Regions from separate parts of the Oryctolagus cuniculus genome. Here regions 1 and 2 are each linked to region 3. The links are chromatin contacts, called in public Hi-C and Micro-C maps. All regions are on one chromosome and are shown on one strand. Each heading gives the region's core, a stretch centred on a gene start, on an enhancer-like site or on the middle of the called end of the contact. The rest is flanking DNA. Distances are from core to core; before and after follow the strand shown. Region 1 holds the start of AFG3L2 (AFG3 like matrix AAA peptidase subunit 2). Region 2 holds the start of PRELID3A (PRELI domain containing 3A). Region 3 holds the start of SPIRE1 (spire type actin nucleation factor 1).

Region 1 (2,700 bases), core at 53-2,552, 250 kb after region 3:
CGAGGAGGCTGGGAGCCTCCGCCTGGACTCCTGTGTGCCGGCAGTGGGTGGGGGCGCCTGGAAACAGCGAGGTTATCCCAGGGCTCACCTTGGCAGTCTCCTGGCTCTCGGGGTTGCTGGCCATCACTGCCTGGTGTTTGACGTCTTCAAAACCATACTTCAGGTATTTTGCTTTTTGTATTTCTTGGTCGTTGCAGGCCCTGCTACTCTATATTATCTGGGAACAGAAAATTTCTCATTAAAAAATTGCTGCATCGTTTTGTACTGTGTGGCTTTTTTCATAGTTTTAACCAGGTCTTACAGATGGACACTTGGGTCATTTTCAGTCATTGCTACTGCAAATAATGCTGCCATTACACACGTTAACCTTGTGCTCACAGCATTTTATATGTCACCATTGCACGTGTCCATAAATGGGATAACTGGCTTGGAGTCCATGCCTTTGACATTTTGGAAGGCACCGCCAAATTCCCTCCCGGGGGCTGGCCGACGGTTGTTTCTGAGAACGTCTGGCCAGCAGCGAGCGGGCTGTCAAAATCTGGGTGCTTGCCATTTGGACAGGTCAGATAGTCATTGACCTCCTCACGTCTGTTCTTCCAGATGCCCCCCCCCCCCGCGGCTTTCTGAGGCCGCCTCTTCACTCGCCCGCCTTTTCTGTTCCTCTCCCATCCGCGACAGCAGACACAGTCACTGGCAGAGCTCACGGAGGATCCTCCTACAAAGTCCTCCCTTTCTACTCCGCAGTCTCACTCCCTGAGACCTTCCTGTCGGGCCCAGGAGAGCTGTTACAGAGTTCAGCCCAACTGACTCGTGATGCTTGGCACGACGCTCGGCAGTGGGCAGACGAGCAATTATATATTTTACCAGTGACTGGGCGAGAGCATGAATGCTAAAAAGGTGAAAGCATCTAGTCCTGAGAGACAGAACGGCTCAGGGGGGCAGCCCCGAAAACCTCCGCCACTAGCCCTTGGCGCCTCCTGGCTCGACCCTCTTGCCTATGCCCCGCCTCCAGCCTCTTCGTCCCCATTGGCCCCACCTCAAGCCCCGCCCCATTCTATGTTCACCGCCCCACTCGCCCTCCGCGCTTTCCCCCTAGGTCCCGCCCCCTGCCCTCACGGCGGCCTATCAATATGCTAGCCCACGCTAGCCACGCCCACGCCCACTCCCACTCCACAGCACGCCCCTCCTATTGGCTCCCTCCCTACTCTAGAAAGCGTGCCTCTTGGCCCCGCCCCACGCTTTCGTAGCCCGTCTCTCTTTGGCTACGCTTTCCGCTCGCCCTCCGCGCTGCTCTCCCTAGGCCCCGCCTTCAGCCCAGCCTGGGGTCGCAGCCGGCCCCCGGAGGGGACGCCGACGTCGGCACGCCGGGGCGGGGCCGGCGGGAGAAGACGCGCGTGTTTGGGGCGTGGGCTCCCTCGCGAGCCTTTGGCCGGCTGCGCTCCCCGGCAGCCGCTCTCGCCGGAGCCGAGTCCGCTTCCGAGGCCGCCGGTGGGCGGCATACGCCGCGCCTGCGCAGCGCTGGGGCGCTGCGGGCCGCTCAGGCGGCCATGGCGCACCGCTGCCTGCTGCTGTGGGGCCGGGGCGGCTGCTGGCCCCGCGGCCTCCCGCCGCTGCTCGTGCCTGGCGCCGGCCTGGGCCTCAGCCAGCGGCCCTGCCTCCGGAGGGTGAGTCCCGGGCGGCCGGCGCCCTTTGCCCTGCCGGTAGCCTGCTTACGGCCGCGAGCGGGCGTCAAGGTCACCGCCCTGCCGGAGCCGCAGCCGGGCCCCTGGGGAACGAGGCCGCGTGCCTGGTGGGGTCCGAGCCGAGCACCTGGCCCTCCGGCCCGGTGTCCGTGGTGCCGCGGGCGCTCTCGTGTGGCCGGCCCTGGGTGTTAGGTTCCGTCTGGGAAACGCTCATCTGTGGTGGAGCCGGGTCTTGGTCCTCAGCAGGCAACAGAAACCTGCGTGGGTCACGGCGCGGCGTGTTTTACCTGCTTTTATGACCTTGGAAAACAGAACGCGTGTGGTGTGTGTGTATTTCAGGGTCGCAGCGGGGCTTGTGCAGTCGGAAGATTTGGAGCAAGGCCCCGCGTCCTTTGTTTTCCCAGCTGTGGATTGGGCCTGTTGCTGGCCTTCTGAGACTGGCCCTAGGAGATACCAATAACTACGAATTCTCAGTATCAAAAATGCCACTTCCACAGGGTGGTAACTACGTATTTGGTTACATAACAGGGCCTGCCCTCATCAGGAGGCTGTTTCTCTTGAGTGGTAACAAGCCCTGTGCAGGGCGCAGTGTGATGCTAGTGTTGACAGAACCAGGCAGGCGTCTGTCTCAGGGAAGGTGTATTGATTAGTGGGTGTCAGCTGTTGGCTGACACAGCTGCGGCTTGTCAGCCCTTAGCGGTGCATAACATGATTGAGGCCCTGGGGTCAGCCATCGGAAGTTGGCTTGACCACTTAATGGCCCGAGACACTTAAAAGGAGGGAGTAATAGTACAGTGACCCCATGGTGTTCGTGGGGAATGGGCTCCATCAAGGATGCTCAAATCCCCTATATAAAACAGTATTGAGTGCATGTAATCTATGCACATTCTTTCGTATACTTTGAATCGTGTTCAGTAGGTGCAATATTTTCCTCCAAATTTTATTTTTTAAAAGATTTATTTATTAGAGAGAGGTGGGTCTTCTGTCTGCTGGTTCATTCCCAAAATGGCACCAAGGA
Region 2 (2,700 bases), core at 129-2,628, 230 kb after region 3:
ATAACTTGTCTACTATGGTAAATAATGATAGGTGTCATCTACATAAACCAAAACTGTCTGGGGTGTCCAACATCTTACAAGAATGCAAAGAGGTATTGGGGCTGAACAGCTTGAGATCTGCTGGCGTCCCTGGGCCTTTGACCCATACACACACACACACACACACATTGCGCCCGCGCGCGACGCTGGCCACTGCAGCGTGCTCTGTAAGAAGGGGGAACCCTGATGTCCTTTCAACAAGAGAAAGGGCAAACTGTGGCACATTCATGCAACGGAATGTCACCCAGCTATTGTGATCTATGTATACATTTGCATAGACCTCTATCTCACTATGGACAGTTCTCAGAAATGTACTGATGGGGCCAGTGCTGTGGCGTACCAGGTAAAGCTGCCACCTGCAGTGCCGGCATCCCATTTGGGCGCTGGTTTGAGTCCCGGCTGCTCCACTTCTGATCCAGCTCTCTGCTATGGCCTGGGAAAGCAACTGAAGATGACCCAAGTCCTTGGGCACCTGCACCCACATGGGAGACCCCGGTGGAAATCCAGGCTCCTGGATTTGGTCTGTGTCTCTCAAATAAAAATAAATTTAAAAATTCAGAGGTTTTGAAACCAGCTGATATTAATTTTACATTTAAAAAGCCAAAGGATCCTTCCATTTTGTGAAGTTGGTTTTTTTTTTTCCCTCCCGGAAATGAAATGCTGAAAAATCTTAAAGGGTAATCTTGGAGCGCCATGGATCAGATTGAGAGGAGGCATCACTTAGGTCTGGATGGCCTGGACGGCCTGGAGGCCTACAAGGAAATTCAAGGCCAAGGTCCCCTAGGTGCCTTCTTCCCACTCAGCTCCCTCCGGGGCCATCACGGGCTGCGGACCCTTCAGAAAACAGCCCCAAGGCTCAGATCGCCGGCACTGCATGACATCCGCAGGCCCGTACCAGCTCAGGAGACCCCCTAGCCCCTAGCCCCAGCACGCAGCACAGTGCACCCAGGTCTCAGCCCGCCCCCGTTGGGGACGACGCCTGCCCGGACCCCACCCCTCGCACCGCCCTCCTCCGCCAGTAGGCCCAGGCAGCCCGGACCGGCCAGCTCCGCCTCCCCCGTGCGCTCGCCCCGCAGCAGCGAGTCCCCCGCCCGCAGACTACCATCCCTCAGGGCTGCGGGTCCCGAGGTGGGAGCGGCCTCTGCGGGGCAGACCCAGCGGGGCTCAGGAACAGAAGCCGGTGTCGGCAGAAAGCCCACCGCGGCCCGCGGCCCGGCCTCACCCGAACACGTGCTCCGAGCTCCAGATCTTCATCGTCGCGGCCGCAGGGCGCGCGCTCGGAGCCGCTCTGGACCGGGCATCGGGAGCGGGGGGCGGGGGGTGGGGAGTGGGCGGGGCGTGCGCAGGCACCGCCCTCCGGCCACGTGATCCGCTGGCTGCGGAGGCTAAAAATAGGGATGCGGGCGGCCGCTGTGAGGTTCGCAGTGACTTGCGCGGCTGTAAATATGGGGCCTGGGGGCTCGTTCCCAGCTCGTCCACTTTCTCCCAGAGCCTTTCCGGCTGCGCGGTTTCCGCTTGGGCAGTATCGTGAAAACCAAAAATGCCAGTCCTGCTGGAGGACCTCCCCACAGGGGTAAAGAGAAAGGAAACAGAGCGCGGGTAGCTAAGCTGTAACCAGAATGCGGGGCGCACCACAGGCGGTCGGCTAAGGAGGAGGAGGTTGCTCTCTCCACTCCCCCAGGCTCCCCGCCACCCCGCGCACGCCACTCGGCAGCTCACCCTCAGGGTCCAGCCTCAGCTTCAGCACAAACCCCTCCCAGCTCACCCTGTCATCGCGCAGCCCAGCTTTAGCTCAGACCCCCAAGCCCCTTCCCGCCCCTTTGCACCGTAGAAGCCGCTAAGGGAGCGGCCCCCTCTCTGCTGTGTGTTCACCTGGGACTGAGCCCCTTCCGGACTTCGCTCTTCTGAGTAAACCTGGTCTGCTGTGGCTGCGTGCTCTGTCTCTTCTTTGCTGACAAGGGACGTTTCTCGAATCTTGGCAACAGAAGGGGTTTGCAAATTGCAGCCTGGCAGGACCTTGGTGCTGGGTCCCTTCCCTCCCTGGGACCTCGGGAGGTGGGGCTGCCATCTTCCTTGGTAATGGCATTTACAAGAGGCGGCTCCCAAAGCCTGGAGGGAAAAAAATATTCCTGGTTTATAAACTAGAAAGGGGGCTTACTTGGCCTTTAAAAACAGCGCCTATGGGGTCGGCTCTGTGGTTCAGTGGGTTAAAAGCCACAGCCTGCAGTGCCTGCATCCCACGTGGGCACCAGTTCGAGTCCTGGCTGCTCTGCTTCTGATCCAGCTCCCTGCTAGTGCACCTGGGAAAGCAGCAAGTGCTTTGGACCAAGTGCTTGGACCCCTGCTACCCACGTGGGAAACCTGGAAGAAGCTCCTGGCTCCTGGCTTTGGCCTGGCCCAGCCCTGGTTGTTGCAGCCATTTGCAGGGTGAATCAGTAGGTGGAAGACCTCTCTCTCTGCCTCTCCTTCTCCCTCTGTAACTCTGCCTTTCAAATACAGAAATCAATCTTAAAACAACAGTGCATACGTGTCAGAACAGCAGCTTGCAGTTACGTTTCTTTAAGTAACTCAGGGAAGGAAGGGAAAGGGATCCTTTTCATTTTTACTCCAGGGGAGAATTTCATTTTTTTTTTTGTTTTTGGGTGGTTGTTGTTGTTGTTG
Region 3 (2,700 bases), core at 64-2,563:
CACATAGCAATTAAAGACACTTGCCTCTCTGGCCTTCGGCACACAGTGATACTGCACTTTTTCACAAGTGGGATTATGCCCCCACAAGTAAGTGATGCGACTTTAAAGAGTTGTTTGTTACCTTTTGTAGTGAAATTATAATAAGGTACCAGGTAGCAGGACGCTCTCTTCTCCTGCCTCCATTGGTCCTTTCGCTTTTCCCCATTCCTGCCCGTATGGTGGTTATCTTAAGCATTTAACAACAGATTATTGTAATTTCTACTGCATACTGCAGGACACAATAGATGAAAGTGTGATTCAATATCTAATGCTGCACACAAAACTCTGCCCTGAAAGGTCTGTCACTACTTAGTGTAAGTTTCTTGGTACTTTCAGCTGGAGGTTTTCCACACAGGAATAGCCTCACTCAGAGGACACTGTTACCAATCAAACTCATTTAACAGTGGGGTGATTGTTCTATTTAAGAATTACCTATTTTTACTGCATGGTTTAATGGGCTCATTGAGGTCCCCCAAAAGTATGTCTTTGTTGCATTCTATGGCTCAACTCCCTCAGTCCAATTCTGTCAGTGCGATATCAGTTAAACACCGAATGAGCAGCTGAGCTAACTGGGCTACCACGAACGCGGTTACGGGGACACGTGATCTTAGTGAGAGGTTGCACAAATGTTACAAATGAATCCGAAACGACGCGGAAACCGACGGCTGCAAGCCCAGATCCTGATTTAGGCTTTTGGGTGAAGTCAGTTAGCAAAACCTGGAAAGATCTCCGCCCTCCCTGAACTCTGGAGAGATTCAGTACACCAGAAACCTCACCATAGCAGAGCAGGGCACGAGGAACCACAGCGCCGGTGGTCCAGGCTGCGAGCCGAGAGGAGCCTCGGCGCCCAGGGGCCAGCGCACACGTCCTGGGCAGCCAGAGGCGAGGGGTTCTGCAGACCTGAACTGAGGCCGGGTTCAAGCTCCTAATGAGATCGTCGGGAAACCAGTCCCGGGCATGGACAGCGACTTCCCCGCTCCGCAGGGTGGCGACCCGCTGGACACGCTCAGGGCCCCAGCACAGCCGGCGGGGCGGAGTCCCCGACCGTGGGAACCCTCCTGACCGCGCGCCCCGCCCCGCCCCCCGCAGCGGCTCCCCCCACGCAGCCCCCGACTCCTCGTCCTCTCCGGACCACGCGCCACGCCTCCGGCGGCCCCTGACCCCGCGCCACGCGCCCCCCGGCCGCGCCCCCTCCCCGGCCCCCCACCCCTACCGAGCGCCCTCTCCGGACCGTGCGGCTGCCCCGAGGGCTGGGCGCGGGGCGGGGCGAGGCGAGGCGGGGCGGGGCGGGCGGACGCCATCGCGTAGCTACCGGCCGGCGGCGGCCTGGTCAAGACATCCGCGGCGTCCTCGCCGCCCTCCGCTCGCCTACGCCGCCCGGGCCTTCGCCTCGGTCCCCGGGGCGGCGCGCGCGGCCGGGTTGGGCGGCGGCAGCGGCGGCGGCTCGGGGCATGAGGAGGCGGCGTCGCGCGGAAACGATGCTGTGGAGCTGAGGAGACGCGGACACACGGCGCGGCGGCCAAGCGCAGCGCCTATCCGCGGGATGGCTCAGGCGGCCGGCCCGGCAGGCGGCGGGGAGCCGAGGGCCGACCCGGCGAGCGGCGAGGGGCCGCCGGAGGCCGGCGCGGCCGGGGGCACGGAGGACGCCCTGAGCCTGGAAGAGATCCTGAGGCTCTACAACCAGCCCATCAACGAGGAGCAGGCGTGGGCCGTGTGCTACCAGTGCTGCGGCTCCCTGCGCGCCGCGGCCGCCCGCCGCCGCCAGCCCCGCCGCCGCGTGCGCTCGGCCGAGCAGATCCGCATCTGGAGGGACGGCGCCGTCACCCTGGCGCCCGCCGCCGGCGACGAGGGAGAGCCGCCCCCCACTGCGGGTGAGCCCACCGGGCCCCTTCCACTCGCAATCCTCGGGCCCTCTCTTTTTTGCAGACTCTGAGCTCAGTCCTTTCGTCCCCGCGATCCTCCCCCTCCTACGGTGCGCCGTGGGCAGGACCCGGGCCTGGGGACGTGGGGAGGGCGGAGTGGATGCTGCGAGCAGGCAGAGCTCCGCGTCCGTCAGAGTCTCGGGCGGGGGCGGATGGCTGCACAAAGAGCTGGGAGGGGGCCTGGGGCGAGCCTGGGGTCGGCGCGGGCCTGCGCCCCCCACGGCAGGCGGTGGGTCCCACCGGCTGCTGCGCGGGCTTGTTCGGGGGAACGATGCGGGGCTGCGTGCTTTCCGGAGAAGCTGTGTGCGTAGTTCGTGCCTGGGCCGTGCGCTTGGGGCTGTGCCCGCCGTGTGCTGAGGGGCTGTGAAGTGTTCACGTGAGAGCTTGTCAAGGAGTCTTAGAAATCGCATCTTTAGGAAGGAATAACCAGCTAGTATTTTAAATCTGACACAATGCCTTCGGTTTGGCAGTGTGAAGAACTCTAAAGCCCTGAGAATTCTGGTATTTTTTGGAGAAAGGGGGAAATGGACTAAATAATGTTTAACTTGAGGTTCGAAAATATCACTTACGTATATGTTAACTTGTGTGTGTGTGTGTGTGTGTGATGGAAAGCAATCTTGTAAAAAATGGACAGGATGTTGAGTCGGAGAAAATGGGATTTCGTTCTGTCTGCCTAATGTAAATTCTGCCGGATAATCTCCTGAAGAGTGACATGCTCTAGCCAGGGGTTTACCCGAGT

The links. A called contact is a pair of places that touch in the nucleus more often than the background predicts.
Region 1: a contact with region 3 is called in a Micro-C map of ear pinna, with 5 times the contacts expected there. The contact joins the promoter of AFG3L2 here to the promoter of SPIRE1 in region 3. A contact is called at or near these places in 4 of 6 Hi-C or Micro-C datasets (ear pinna, liver, psoas muscle and 1 more).
Region 2: a Hi-C map of psoas muscle shows a contact between it and region 3, with 4 times the contacts expected there. The contact joins the promoter of PRELID3A here to the promoter of SPIRE1 in region 3. A contact is called at or near these places in 5 of 6 Hi-C or Micro-C datasets (ear pinna, embryonic fibroblasts, liver and 2 more).

The regions. Positions count from the first base shown.
Region 1 is chr10:69,260,924-69,263,623 of mOryCun1.1, reverse strand. It overlaps AFG3L2 (AFG3 like matrix AAA peptidase subunit 2), which reads left to right and starts at 1,302. Exons shown (of 17, transcript XM_070050510.1): 1 at 1,302-1,664. The coding sequence starts at 1,548. LOC138844057 (a long non-coding RNA gene) reads right to left here and starts at 217. Exons shown (of 2, transcript XR_011379446.1): 1 at 89-217.
Region 2 is chr10:69,284,422-69,287,121 of mOryCun1.1, reverse strand. PRELID3A (PRELI domain containing 3A) reads right to left here and starts at 1,378. Exons shown (of 6, transcript XM_008261009.4): 1 at 1,262-1,378. The coding sequence starts at 1,293.
Region 3 is chr10:69,511,057-69,513,756 of mOryCun1.1, reverse strand. SPIRE1 (spire type actin nucleation factor 1) reads left to right here and starts at 1,313. Exons shown (of 17, transcript XR_007921864.2): 1 at 1,313-1,910.